Linked DNA regions of Capra hircus: region 2 is linked to region 1. The links are chromatin contacts, called in public Hi-C maps. All regions are on one chromosome and are shown on one strand. Each heading gives the region's core, a stretch centred on a gene start, on an enhancer-like site or on the middle of the called end of the contact. The rest is flanking DNA. Distances are from core to core; before and after follow the strand shown.

Region 1 (6,749 bases), core at 1,815-4,314:
GCGAACCAGCCCGCTAACTTGTGCGTGAACCCTCTTCAGACCATCCACCTCCAGTGAGCCTGCCCAGCAACTCTGCTGAATCCACGAGCTAAATGCAGTGACTGTTTTTAAACTTTTTATTTTATATTGATGTATAGCCGATTAACAGTATTGTGATAGTTTCAGGCTCACAGCACAGTGATTCAGCCATACGTACCCATGTATCCATTCTTCTTCAGACTCCCCTCCCATCCAGGCTGCCACATGACATTGAGAAAAGTTCCCTATGCTATATAGTAGGAACTTGTTGGTTAGCCAGTGTGTACATGAAGTGATTGTTGTTTCAAGCCACTGCAGCTAGGGGTAGTTTCTATGCACCGAAAGTAAACTGAAACAATCACTCAAGGAGTATTTCGTGGGTGCCTAATCTTGGTCGGGCATTGCCCTGAGCAGTGGGGATGTATAGCGTGGTGGTGGGCAGGAGATCTGGCCAATCAGAACACTCTGTTGCCCGGATCAGTTTCCTATTGGCCAGTCACCTCTTGCCTTGGGTGGGCCATCCCACTTTCTTGCCCTGTCCTGCTCTGCAGACTGCAAGGTCTCTGCACCCCAGATCCAGCCCCAAAGCCTCTCCTTAACATCACCCTCAGATGGGCAGTGAGCAGTCAGTAAAGCTCAGTGGTTGAGGGCGTCAGACTAACCGGGGGTTCAGATCCTAACTTCTCTGTTTATCTTCATTCACTACCAATGGGAGGGGATTCCCAGGTGGCACTAGTGGTAAAGAACCCGCCTGCCAATGCAGGAGATGTAAGAGACGCAGGTTCGATCCCTGGGTCAGGAAGATCCCCTGGAGGAGGGCATGGCTGCCCACTCCAGTATTCTTGCCTGGAGAATCCCACGAACAGAGGAGCCTGGCAGGCTACAGCCCATAGGGTCGCATAGAGTCGGACATGACTGAAGCGACTTAGCATGCACACAGGCACCACCGTGAGCTGGATGATAGAGTCAGACTCTCTGGATCCCAGACCTTAGGCCACAGACACAACCTCACAGAGCCCCAGTGCTCTGTCTGCCAAATAGGGAGTGATACTCTCCCTTTCATAGGGCTGCTCTGAGGATCCAAAGAGGTGGAATCTGCCGTGTAACAAACACTCGCTGCAGGAGAGATAGGACCTTCACTCTCTAAGTCTCAGTTTCTCCATCTTCGAAATGGGTAGACATCACGCTACCTATGGCTAACCTGGGGATGGTGTAAGGATGAGAAATGATTCGTGCATTTCAAGGACTTACCATTGGGGCTCACACAGGGAATGTGCCCAATAAAAGACAAACATCATTTTTTTTTTTTTTTTTGCTGTTAGTTATTACCAACCAAGCAAAGGGGATTAGTGGAGAAAGCTGTAGGCTGAGACTGGAAATGTCAGGCAGACTGTCCTCTGACTTTCCAGGATATATGTCTTCACTGCAATGACAGGGTGGCCATACAGACTTATCATGGATGTGGTTTATAATCATTTCTTCTCCGGAGGATGTCAGAATGGCAAGTGGTTTTAAATTATGTGCTTCCTCTGATTGATTGGGGCTTCCCTGGTGGCTCAGAGGTTAAAGCGTCTGCTTGCAGTGCAGGAGACCTGGGTTCGATCCCTGGGTTGGGAAGATCCCCTGGAGAAGGAAATGGCAACCCACTCCAGTGTTCTTGCCCAGAGAATCCCATGGATGGAGGAGCCTGGTGGGCTACAGTCCACGGGGCCGCAAAGAGTTGGACATGACTGAGTGACTTCGCTTTCACTTTCTGATTGATTAGTAATGTCTGTCTGGAACCATCAGTGGTGATCTCACCACATCCACGTTTATTGGGAGGAAGTGTCACGATTGACTAGTGATGTCACCAATGTATCATGTGAGGTGGGAGGATGGAGTGTATTTGCCCACCTCAACTGGTGGTCTCTTGGGGTCTCTTGAGGGTACTAAGATCCAGTCAGTGTGTGAATTTCTGACCTGACACAGCTATGTATCAGCATTCATGTTGTGGGTGCTTTAGAGTGGTGTTCAGGGTGGGGAATGGATATTACTCATCTTCATATTCTCAGGACCTAGTGAGGAAGAAGGAGCTGAAGGTTCTGGAGGAAGGACCATAGGCTCTGTGGCCAGAGAAACATGGAGTCCCATCCCAAAGCTTCTATTTCCCAGCTGTGTGTCTGTGCAGCAGTAATCACCAATGCTGTTTGCCAAATAGTCTGGAGCACCCATTTGGGGGGAACTAAATAGGATGGTTATAGGATCATGTGACTAACTCTGATCAGTGAGTGGGTTGTGAGCAGAAGTGACACCCTTCAGAAACGTCTCTTTCCTTCTTCCATGATGACCCACACAAATGTTACAGATGTGTTGATCTGCCAACCCAGACCTCAGAGAGAAGGCTGGGCTGTCTGGGAAGCAGATTCTGAAAAGTATATAACCCGCATGAAGTTTCGAAGTGATGCTGTCAGGGCCCATGCTCATGGGTGAGAGAAATAAAGTAAGGTTGGGCAAATGGAGAATTTGGACTCTGCAAAGAGCTCTGAAGCTGGGATATTCTTTCAGACATGTCCCACATTGGGGCAATGGTCTGAGCTTTCATACCTCATGTCAGTCACTCACTGGATGTAAGTTACCCTTAGGAAGGGGATGCAGTCTTGGAGGAGATGGAGCTCCTCAGCTGAGAGCCATTCCTGGAGAGGAATGACAGCTGCAGGTGGAAGGCAGGGCTCCCAGCAGCTGGAGAATAACAGCGATGCACTGGAGCTGGCTTCTATCAGCCCACGAGAACCGATTATTAAATGCTCAGGAATTTGGTGAGCCGGTTATTAAATATAGTCCTCACTGAAAATTAAATTACATAAGTGTATAGTTAGATACTTTTTATTAGAAACAAAGGTAATAAGTACTCAAAACTCATCGCTTGAGGAAGTAATTGCTTTGCTACATTTTATTTTCCCGAAGCTCTTGAGCTGATTTACATCTTCAGACGGCGGAAACACTACATGCTGTCCTGTCACGCAACTCCAGCTCTGCATTCAGTGACCTCAGCAGCTTGAAATCCATCTCACCGAAACTGGCAAATGCTACCAGTCAGGGTGTTGTCTTTTGTTTGGCTGACTGTCTAGACTTGAGAAAGTGATAGGAAAAAATAGCAGACTAAGTGTTATGGGTAGCTGTTCCATTGTGAATAGTAAAAAATATGTCAAATCATTGTTGAATTGCTACTGTTGGTAGGTTGTGGATGTATGAGTTCAGTAAAAACCAACAACAGCATTCTGTGAGAATTATTGGGCTATATGGAATTTGCAATAAAGAATATTACGTATTTTATCATTTTATATAAACTGTATACTATACAGTCTTGATATCAGCAAAATAACAAGTATGTGTATCTATGTATTTTTTTTCTCCCAGAGAACTGTTACTGCACATGTACCAGGACATTACTGAGGACTAGGCCCTTCATCCTCTGTCTTGGGGATGAAGCAGAGTGTCCGTAAAAGAAGGTGACATGGAGTGAAGTCACTGCCATTCCTTGCTGGACACGTAGCTTGAGCAGGAGCCAGCTTTCTGCTCGCTAGTGTTTCATGACACTGGGATGTGGGGGACTGTTCGTTACCACAGCAAGACCTAGTCTCCACTGACTGATGCACTTGGGTAAAGACACTTAATCCTCTGGGCTGTAGTCTAGTTTCTTTGCAGTAATACCTCCTTGTAGGATTTCAGAGAGAACCCAAAGTGATGTCTGTATTACCTTTGGCATCCAGTAGGGCACTCCCAATAATGCTTTTTATTGATAGTAGTGTCTTAATAAATGATGATTTATCTGATTTAAAATGCTGTTGTGACTTCCCTGGTTAAGAATCTGCCTGCCAGTACAGGGTACGTGGGTTTGATCTTCGGTCCGGGAAGATCCCACATGCTGTGAAACAACTGCTGAGCCAGTGTTCTATAGAGTCTGCAGGTGACAACTGCTAAAGCCTGCGTGCTCTAGAGCCCGTGCTCCACAACAAGAGAAGCTGCTGCCGTGAGAAGCCGGCACACCCCAGCTAGAGGGGAGCCCCAACTCGCCACAGCTAGAGAAAGGCTGAGCGCAGCAACGAAGACCCAGCACAGCAAAACACGAATATACGATTAAAAAAAATATTAAAATGCCCTTGAGCCAATTCATACGAGTCACCGTTGTATAATTGAGGCAAGGGCACAACTCTCGGTTTTTCTGCCTCCCTTGGTATCTTGTCTCCATCCTCTCAGCTGCTCTTTTACTATATTTGTGTAGGGGACAGAACCAAAGGCCACCAGTCCCAGCTGGGAAGGGCAGTCCTTCAAGGGCCCTGGAGGGTTAACTGTCCAGTTACTGTAGCCACAGCTGCTTTGTCTCCAGGTCTCCTGAGAAGAGTAAAATGCTACCCAAGATACAGCGGCAGAGGAGGGCTGGCCATAAAGGTTAATGTCCCGAAGTAGCCTGGTGACAGTGGCAGTCAGTAGGAATAGCACCTTTAATACCAAATAAAAATGGATGGACTGATCATCACAAAGCTGGACCATGCCCCACACAGGATCCAGCAGCTGAGCCCAGGGATGGGGTGGAGCATAGGCCCCTTAGGACCAGAACCTCTGGGGCAGCCTGGCTCCCTGGGTAATTCTGTGGTCCAGCCAGGACTGAGGATTTATGGTTCTGATGCCAACTCTACACTGAGCAATTCTTGAATACCAGTGGGGTGTCCTACAGTTCAGTTTGGTCCTCACACTATCTACCTGGAGGTAGACTCAGTCCTACAACACCAGCCCAACCACAGATACCAGTCAAAATCCAAGTTGTCACCTGTGTTTCTGAATGACTGGGCACAAGTCAGAGTTTCCCAAGATCCCCTCCTTAGGTTTCAAAGATTTGCTGGAGCTCTCTCTGAACTCAGAGAAACATTCTATTTAATAGATTGCTGGCTTATTGTAAAAGGGTGTAATTCAACAACAGCCTGGTGGAAAAGATGCTCAAGGCAAGGCATAGGAAAGCAAGTGAGGCTTCCAGGCTCTCCCGAAACACACCTCTCTCCCCAAATCTCCACGTGTTTACCAACCAGGGAGCTCTCTGAATCCAGGTCTTCAGGTATTTATGGAGGCTTCACTACATAAGCACGATTGATTACATCAGTGACAATTGGAGACTGATTCAATTTCCAGCCCCTTTCCCTTCTTGGAAGGTCAGGGGGTGGGATTTGAGAAATGGATTATTTCCTGCCTTGTCAATAAATAAGGATGTCACAGTCATCAGCAATTGCAGCCCTCCAATGGTGAGCCAGTGAACCCTTGCCGGGAGCCAGCATGAGGAACTCTGTCCATGGCAAAGGTCATGAGAAAGGAGGCTTCGGCATACTCAAAGGCGGGATCGAGCCTCAGGAAACCCCCTGTTCCCGAGCATCTACCCCCAAAACCAGAGTCTGCCCACTTTACTGTTTTATGCTCTCACCTACACCTCTGACTTTATGGGGGGCTCTCCCCCATCACCTCTCTCGGAGAAGGAGTTAACCTACAGCTCCAGTTAATAAAAATTCCTGGGTGTGACAAGAGTGTTTCGACTTACGAACTCCTCTGAAGGTTACCTAGCCTGCCTGTACAGGTTCGTCTAGCCACATGTGATTGTTTACAGCCTCCCAACCATGAGAGGCACGAGATGTTTTAGACTTAATAAAGGCAGATTCTTTTAGGAAGTTAGAAATTATTAGTATAGTGGGTTGATTAGGAATTATATTGGTGAAGGGTTTTTCATTTGTTGGGCCAATATTTGCTGCTAAGTCTCCATATTCCCCACCCTTATAATGAATATAACTAACATATAGAAGAAATAAGTATTAACCCTTAAGATTAATCATGTTAACCTTAGGCTAAGTAAATTCCTTTTTAAATTGTAACCCACTACACCTTCACCCTATAGGAATGCAATTTTATTTGGTACTTTCGGAGGGTGGTGCCTGGTTTAAGAAAATCGCCCCTGGAAAATAAGTTTTTTGGTTGACTGACAATTATCACAAAGAAAGGATCATAAAATGTCAGCAGGCCTCATGGCCATAAGATGATGTAAAACCCCTAAGACCTTTTTTGTATACATTTATATGAAGCACCTGTATTTGATAAAGGTCAGGACTGCTGACCCCCCTGTGACTTTAAAATTTCCATTTGTCTCTATGTGTAACAAAAGGTATATAAGCAAACCTGAAAATAAAGAAAACGGATCAGTTTCTGGGAAGACTGATTCCCCCATGTCGTTCTTTCTTGTTCTCCGTTTTTCTGGCTGAATTCCCATCTGGAGCGTGGGTGCTCGCCAAGCCTGCTAATTTTGCCCTGGCTTTTAAGTTCCACGCGAGAGGGAGCCCAAGGCGGGGCACCCTCCGATATTCAAGTGGGTGCCAGTGGCCTACATAGGTGGTGCAAGCTTCTTGTCTCGAAGCTTTATTGGTATCCCACGTAAACCAAGTTATTCAGCCTCTTTTTCTCCACTAATTTTCCTACTACACTATTTCTTTCTAATCTCCCTCTATATCTTTAATTAAGCAAGTAATTCCTAGGACGCTGACTCCATCCCCACTTCGTATTACCCTGGATCTACCGGGACTGTACCCCTGCAAACCCTGAGGGCACAGAGAACGGAGAAGAATACTTGTGCTCTAATAGCCACCAGCCTGCAGCCACTCCCTAAGGTGAGCCCCCAGGGAGCTTACGATGTGAGAAACACAGGGTACTGGCCCCAGATA
Region 2 (7,117 bases), core at 634-3,133, 280 kb before region 1:
GTCATGCAAATGCTTAAGCAGAAAAGAAGTTACATTAAGCAGAATTCACACTGTATAGTAAACGAGGGGACCAGCTACTAGGTAAAGAGTCCCGTCAAGTCTTCCCTACAAAAGAAAAAAAAAAACCTGCAGGTTCTATCAGGTCCCAGAAGAAGCTGGTAAATCTAAAAGTCCTGGCTTTTCCCTGCCCCACCAGTGTGGGGTGATGAGGGGGCTGGGGCCCATCCCTCCAGGCGGCAGGAGAGCTGGAGGCGGAAGAACAGGAGGGAAGTGGTCCCCAGCCCCTGCCAAGGTGGGGCCACGTGGAATCAGCTGTCTCCCCTCCCCCACTAAGCCTGATGCCTGTGTCCCCCGCCCCCACCCGCCGCAGGGACTGTGAGAGCGTGCGCTTCATCGGGCGCCCGTGGCGTATCGTGGACGGCCGCCTGAATGCGCCGGTGGTCAAGGGCATGATGGAGGCGGTGCTGTATCACATTATGACCAGGCCCGGCGTGCCCGAGAGCTGCCTGCTGCAGCACTACCAGGGCGTCCTGCAGCCGCTGGCCGTGCTCGAGCTGCTCCAGGTGAGCCTCTCGGTGGGGAGGGCGCGCGCTGGGTCCCGGCCCCACTGCACCTTTCCCCTTCCGCAGTCTCAGAGGGCGGGGGCCATGGGCACGTGGGCTGAGCTCTGGGGTCGGCCACTGCTTACCGGCTCAGCCCACAAGGGTGCAATGGCCTCCTCGCAGGGAGCCAGCTCCTCAGAAAAGTCTTGGGCCCCTGGTATCCCCCCCGCCACCCCCAAAGCTTACTCCTGCCCCACTGCCCTCCGAGGTCACTGTGCCGGCCGAGCCCCACACCAATTTCCTTCCTCCTGCATCTGCTCTTCAGCGCTGCCAGCACCCAGCCCCAGTTCTCAGCACTCAGCCTCCCACAGCCCCCACCCCTGCCCCGGGTTCCCACCCCAGCTGTCCCTCCCAGGTCCTCCTTCAGCCCCGAGCTGCTGCCTAGGCTTACATAGAAACATCCACGGGGTCTTATCTCTGACCCTTTCTCAAGACCAGGGCTCAAGGGCTTGCATGCCCACGGGGACCGACAGGTAGGTGAGTGACCAACCCTCATGGGTGGCCGGGAGAGCTGGTGAGGTGCCCACAGTCTCCTAAGGGCAGCTCGGCTTGATGGCCGCCCAGGGCTCCGGCTGTGTGTGCACAGGAGTTCCAACTCCTCGACAGAAGCAGGAGCAGGAAGTTCAGTGTGCATTTCGCCACACTTCACAGCAGATCTGGGCCAAACAACCCCATCTGGAAGCCAGTCTGCAGCCCCTGCTCAACACGGGGCCGCTGTATAAATGCTGTCCACGCCCTTCTCTCTCACACGCTGGGCTCTTGCTTAAACCTGCCTGGTCAATCCCTGCTCGTCTCTCAAGGTCACCCTCCTGTGTCTGTTCTGGGAGGCCGCTCTGGGTACAGAGAACGTGGTCCTTAAATGCCCCTGGAAACCGGTCTGTCTGTGCCATTGCAGGGGCTGGAGACCCTGGGCTGCATTAAAAAGTGTGTGCTGAGAAAGCCCGCGGCCGCCTCGCTCTTCTCGAAGCCGCCAGTGGGAGAGGCGCCGCTGAGCCCAGACGAGAGCCCCGTGGTGTTCTACGAGCCCACGCTAGACTGCACCATCCGCCTCGGCCGCGTCTTCCCCAACGAGGTCAACTGGAACAAGTGGGTCCACCTCTGAGGCCTGTGTGGTCCTGGCGAGCCTCCCGAGAGTTCTTTCCTGGGGGCCCTCTGCCCATGTGTGGGGGTGGCCTGGCAAGGTCGGGACCCAAGGATTCCTGCATCCCACCCATGGGAACACTGTGTGCCCAGCCCGGCCCTGGCTGTGGTTTCTGGCCTGGAGCTCTGGGCGGAGGACCAGCTGGCCGCCTGCTCCCAGCCTGTCCACAGCTGGCCTTCAGGACTCTGCTTTGTCACCCCCGGAGCTGGGTGGGGGAGCTCAGAGATGCCGCTCCTCGCCTGTTCTCCTCCTGTTTCCAATCTCTCTGGATCCTGGGTTGTGGTGAGGGCCCCCGGTGGGCTGGTCCTCCAAGGGCTTCTGAGACGATCCTGCCCTTCAGGAGCAGAGCCACCTGCCCAGGTCCTGAGCTTTCTCTGTGGACATCTGCCCGCTGTCCAGTGAGGGGTCAGAAGCTGTGGGCCTTGGGGGTCTGCCCCATCCACACAGACTCACGTTCCAGCTTCCGGCCACCCCATCATGGAGGACTCTCCATGTTCCCCAGAAACCCCCCCTTGGTCTGAGGGACAGGGCCTCGTGGGGACATGTCATAGAGCACAGGCTGGGTAACCCCCTGCCAAGGCTGTCACTGAGACTTGTTCCTCTGGAGGCAGGACCCCTGACTGCTGAGCCTGCAAGCCACCTGCAGGCCTCCTGCCACCTGGAAGCGGGGAGTCCTTACAGGTTTGGAGTTTGTCTTTTTTTTTTTTTTTTCAGCCTCTTTCCTTATTAAAAAAAAAACCCTGGCATGTATTTATATGTTTTTTTTAATTAAAGCGAAGTAAAACGCATTTCGTTTTGTATTTCCTAAAGAATCTTTGATCCCCCAGGGGCCTGTTGTTTTCCACCATGGAACAGCCAGGAATAGACGTTATCGGTAAAACCCGAGGAAGAGGTGGGTACTGGGGGTGAGCTTGGCTCAGCCCGTCCCGGCACTGCCTCACCGCACGCCACTGCCTCGAAACCCTTCCTCCTACTCAGCCAGGCCCCGGCCTCTCCCTTAACAGGCATCCGGCTGCACTCAGGCCAGGCCTGTGGCCGGGCGCACGGCCTGCGATGCCGGCAGGCTGCTGAGGTCGAAGCCTGGAGCGTGGAGTCGGCCCACGGCTGGTCTCTTTCACTCAGTGTTTCTTTGTTGTTTTTTAGTTAGTTACCAACATTTCTTTACAATTGGAGGTTTCACATTCTTTTAAAATCCAGATCTTTGTCTTCTCTGGAAAGACCTAGAACTACCGCATGTAACAGCCCCAGGTATGGGACATCCCCCCCAGCCATGGCTGGCCCTCCCCCAGGCCAGGCCTCAGGCCCACCAGAGCTCCTCTCACTTTAACCTGCAGCTCATGGCCTGGCCCACCTGGCAGCCTTGGGTTTCCAGCTTCTCTCTGCCAGGGACCTGGTCCCCAGGCCAGACTCCAGGGTGATGGGGCAGAGGACAGGAGGCATGGGGTCCGGAGTCTTGAGAGTGAACCACCGCCCCCAGCACTGCCAAGACCTGGCCAAGTTTTGGCATCTTTTTTTTTTTTATTCCTTCTTTATTCGTTTTTACTCTAAAGTAAAAAAATAGCATTTGGGGTGATCTGGGGTAATCAAGTAGAATAATGGATATGGTTTGCTTTGTAAACAGAAAATACAGATGCTGATTATGTGGGAATGCATTGCGTGGCGGGAGGAAGGTAGGGTTGATGTCCCGTCCCAGAGCCTTGTTTTTCTCACCTGAGAAATGGGGATAGACTGTCCCCCTCACAGGAGGGCCAGATGAGCTGAAGAACACCAGGGACAAGCACGTAGTAGGACTCAGTCAAGTCTGTTTCCTTCCCTGTATCCCCAGATTGAGGGACAGTCTGGGCACGTGTCTAGGAGATGGACACCTGGGCGAGGAGTCAGCTCTCCAGTGGAGAGAGGGGGTTTCTGTGACCCTCATTCCCACATCTAGGCATCCTGTGCAAGGATGACTTCCTTCCCTCCCTCCCCCGACCCATCCCATCAATCTGTCCGTGTGTCCATCCACCCCCTCAGCTAGCCCCCATCCAAGGTAGCTCTCTGCCTTGCCAAGCTCTGCACCCAGGGTTTGCAAAACCAGAAGTGTAGACCAGAAGCTATGAGATCAGATGGCTTCAGGGCCAGGCAGGTAATATAAAGTGGCCTGGTTAATACTAGGCAGGGTAGGAACTAAGGAAAATTAAAATCTGCATGCCCAGGGTGAGAAGGAATTCATGTTTAGAGAAAAGAGATTTTAAACGCTGACTACCTAGTAAAACACTCCGCCTGCAATGTGGGAGACCTGGGTTTGATCCCTGGGTTGGAAAGATCCTCTGGAGAAGGGAACAGCTAACCACTCCAGTATTCTGGGCTGGACAGTTCATGGGGTCGAAAAGAGTTGGACATGACTGAGCGACTTTCACTTACCTAGTAAAACACCGGATGCGAGCGGGGGAGCACCAAGCCCAGAGGGGTCGTGTCCTGTTCACCCCGAGTAACAGCACACCCCAGACCCCCGAAGGTCTGTCCTCTGGGTTCCTTGTCCCTCCACACTCTTCATTCTTACTCCTTTTTACTTACATAAGGTGTTAGTCGTTCAGTTGTGTCCAACTCTGCAACCCCATGGACGGTAGCCCACCAGGTTCCTCTGTCCATGGAGTTCCCCAGGCAAGCACACTGGGGTGGTGTGCCATTCCCTTCATCGGGGGATCTTCCTGACACAGCGATCAAACCCAGGTCTCCTACATTGCAGGTGGGTTCTTTACCATCTGAGCCACCAGGGAAGCCCACACCCTTCATGTTTATGCCTTTTTGCTTATATAAGCCACAGCTAATCCATTCTCTTTAAACACCTAAACCTGCAGGCTGCTTTCTTCTCCAGGCCTTTTTCTCTGCATTTACATACCTTTTATGCTCCCCACCCCTGAGAAATCACAGACCTGTGATGGCATTTTGCGTACTGACACAGCTCCAGCTGTGGCTCACCCTGGAGTGCCCTTGCACGTCGGTGTGTGCACATAGAGAGCCGTGAGTTGAGTCCTGGCACTGAGGTCCTGATGTTACTCCCTCTTCATTGAAATTGCTTCCTGGTTTTCCCCACTGAGCATCTTCTCCTCTGCCTTCCCAGGCCCTGCCTCCCTTCCTGCTGGAGCCCAATCAGATCTCGCTCAGTGTCTGGCAGCTGCCAGCCTCCCACATCCCCTTCCTCCCATTCCAGCCTCACTTTGCGCATGGCCACCCAGAACCCTGGGCTGAGTGTCCTCTGGCTTCACCTGACTCCCCACCCTTCCCCTGGGTCCTTGACCCACTTATGCCAGGGAATTTCCCACATGTGCATGTGTGTGTGTGAAGTTTACGTGTATTTTTTATATGCGTGTGTGTGTGAAGTGTATGTGTATTTTTATGTGCGTGTATGTGTGAAGTGTATGTGTTTCATATGCGTGTGTGTGCGTGTGTGTGTGTGTGAAGTGTATGTGTATTTTTTATATGTGTGTGTGTGTGCTATATAAGTGTAAGTGTATGTGTATTTTTATGTGTGTGCACACGTATTTTTATATGCATGTGTGTGTGTGTGTGCGTGTGCACATGTGATCTCCCTGCTGAGTGTGGTCTCACCACCTACCCCACCTGGTGCCCAATGCAGGCCTACCCACCCAAGGAGTAGAATTAATCCCTTGTTGAGTGTTAAAAAGAACCTACTAAAAAAGAAAAATAAATAAGAATTTTTAAAACAAATTTTAAATTTAAAAAATTATAAGAAAAAAATGGAAAAGAACGTACTGTAAATAAATAATAAAAAAGAACCTATCACGGTTACCAAAGGGGAGAGGGAGAAGGGGAGGGACAAATTGTAAGGTTAGGATTAACAGAGACAAGCCATTGTACATAAAACACACACACACAGTGTCGCTCAGTTGTGTACAACTCTTGTGACCCTGTGGGCTGTAGCCCGCCAGGCTCCTCTGTCCATGGGATTCTCCAGGCAAGAATACTGGAGTGGGTTGCCATTTCCTTCTCCAGGGGATCTTCCCAACCCAGGGATTGAACCTGGGTCTCCTGCATTGCAGGCAGATGCTTTATCCTCTCAGCCACCAGGGAAGCCCTATACATAAAACAGGGAACCAAGAATTACCTTGTAGCACAGGGAATTATACCCAGTGTCTTGTAATAAGCTATATGAAATATAATCTGCAAAAAAAAGAGAAAAATCATTTTGCTGTACATCTGAAACTAACAGCATTGTGACCAAAAGAACCTACCGGTTCACCTTGTGAACGTTCCCACCGCACCGAGTTGCTGGGACAAGTGTGTAGCCAGCTGACGGTGCCAGGCAGATGCGAGTGCAGCCCCTGGACCTCAGCGCAGGGAGCACACCGCCTTCAGCTGGCTCCTCAGCCAAGCTCCAGTGCTCACCAGCAGGTGGCAGCAGCCACCCAACATCTCCGTTTGCTGAGGGCTGGTCTGGTCTCCAGATGTCTGTATTAATAGCTTGTTGTTTGGGCTTCCCAGGTGGCCCAGAATCCGCCTGCCAATGTAGGAGACCCAAGAGATGCAGGTTCAGTCCCTGGATCAAGAAGATCCCCTCGAGAAGGAAATGGCAACCCGCTCTAGTATTCTTGCCTGGAAAATGCCATGGACAGAACTGAACGAACATGCACGCACATGCAGCTCATTGTCCAGCCAAGTTTAAGGTTGAGGTCAACCAAAGCATATGGGAGTGGGGGTCAGGGTGGGGCTAATTTGTCCACAAAGATGATAAAGTAACAACATTTTCTAAGCACTTCCAATGTGCTGGACACCGCTATCCATACTTCACACGTATTGATTCCTGGTCCTGATCAATATACCCATTCCATGTATGAAAAAACAGACATAAGGAAGTGAAATGATTTCTGCGGGTTGAAAGCTAGTAATTGGATCTCCTAGTTTCCCAACTCAGGCCGTCCAGGCTCAAAGCCCTCTCCACTTAGGCCCCTTTCCAGAGATGGGGTTTGCCTTGGGTGGGTGGCCAGCATGATGCTGAGAGACATCCCCCCTCAAATTGCAGAATCTAAAATTTATTTTCTGGGGCCATCAGTTTTTAAAAAGAGGATGCTCACGTCTTTTGCCCCCAGAGATGTACCGCAAAAGCCCAAGGGGAGTGTAGTTTCAGGCATGGCTGGATCCAAGAGCTTAAGAGGTATTATTGGGAATATGAGTCCGCTTCCCAGCCCTGCTTTCCCGTGTGTTGGCCTCATCTCAGACGAGCTCAGATGTTCACTAGGGGTCGGGGGGGGCCGGGTCACGTAGCCATTCCCAGAGCTGGGGTCAGCCCCCCAGTGGTGCTGACACAAGCTCGGGCACCCATGGCTGTTTCTTCCCTCCTGACCCAGGTGCCCTCCAGCAGAGCAAGATGAGG

What was found. Hi-C and Micro-C count contacts between places; a contact is called where the count stands out from the background.
Region 2: a Hi-C map of blood shows a contact between it and region 1, with 4 times the contacts expected there. The contact joins two enhancer-like sites. A contact is called at or near these places in 2 of 5 Hi-C or Micro-C datasets (both in blood).

Annotation. Positions count from the first base shown.
Region 1 is chr25:24,643,381-24,650,129 of ARS1.2, reverse strand. No RefSeq gene overlaps it. Among named protein-coding and RNA genes, the nearest start is that of KDM8, 44 kb to the left of the region's middle. Within about 2 kb of position 3,064, at least 1 of the 5 cell types and tissues checked has an H3K27ac peak or open chromatin away from gene starts, as enhancers often do.
Region 2 is chr25:24,917,252-24,924,368 of ARS1.2, reverse strand. It overlaps GTF3C1 (general transcription factor 3C polypeptide 1), which reads left to right. Exons shown (of 37, transcript XM_018040599.1): 36 at 371-563; 37 at 1,498-2,531. The coding sequence ends at 1,704. TRNAC-GCA (a tRNA gene) reads right to left here and starts at 5,817; the gene lies at 5,746-5,817. Within about 2 kb of position 1,883, at least 3 of the 5 cell types and tissues checked have an H3K27ac peak or open chromatin away from gene starts, as enhancers often do.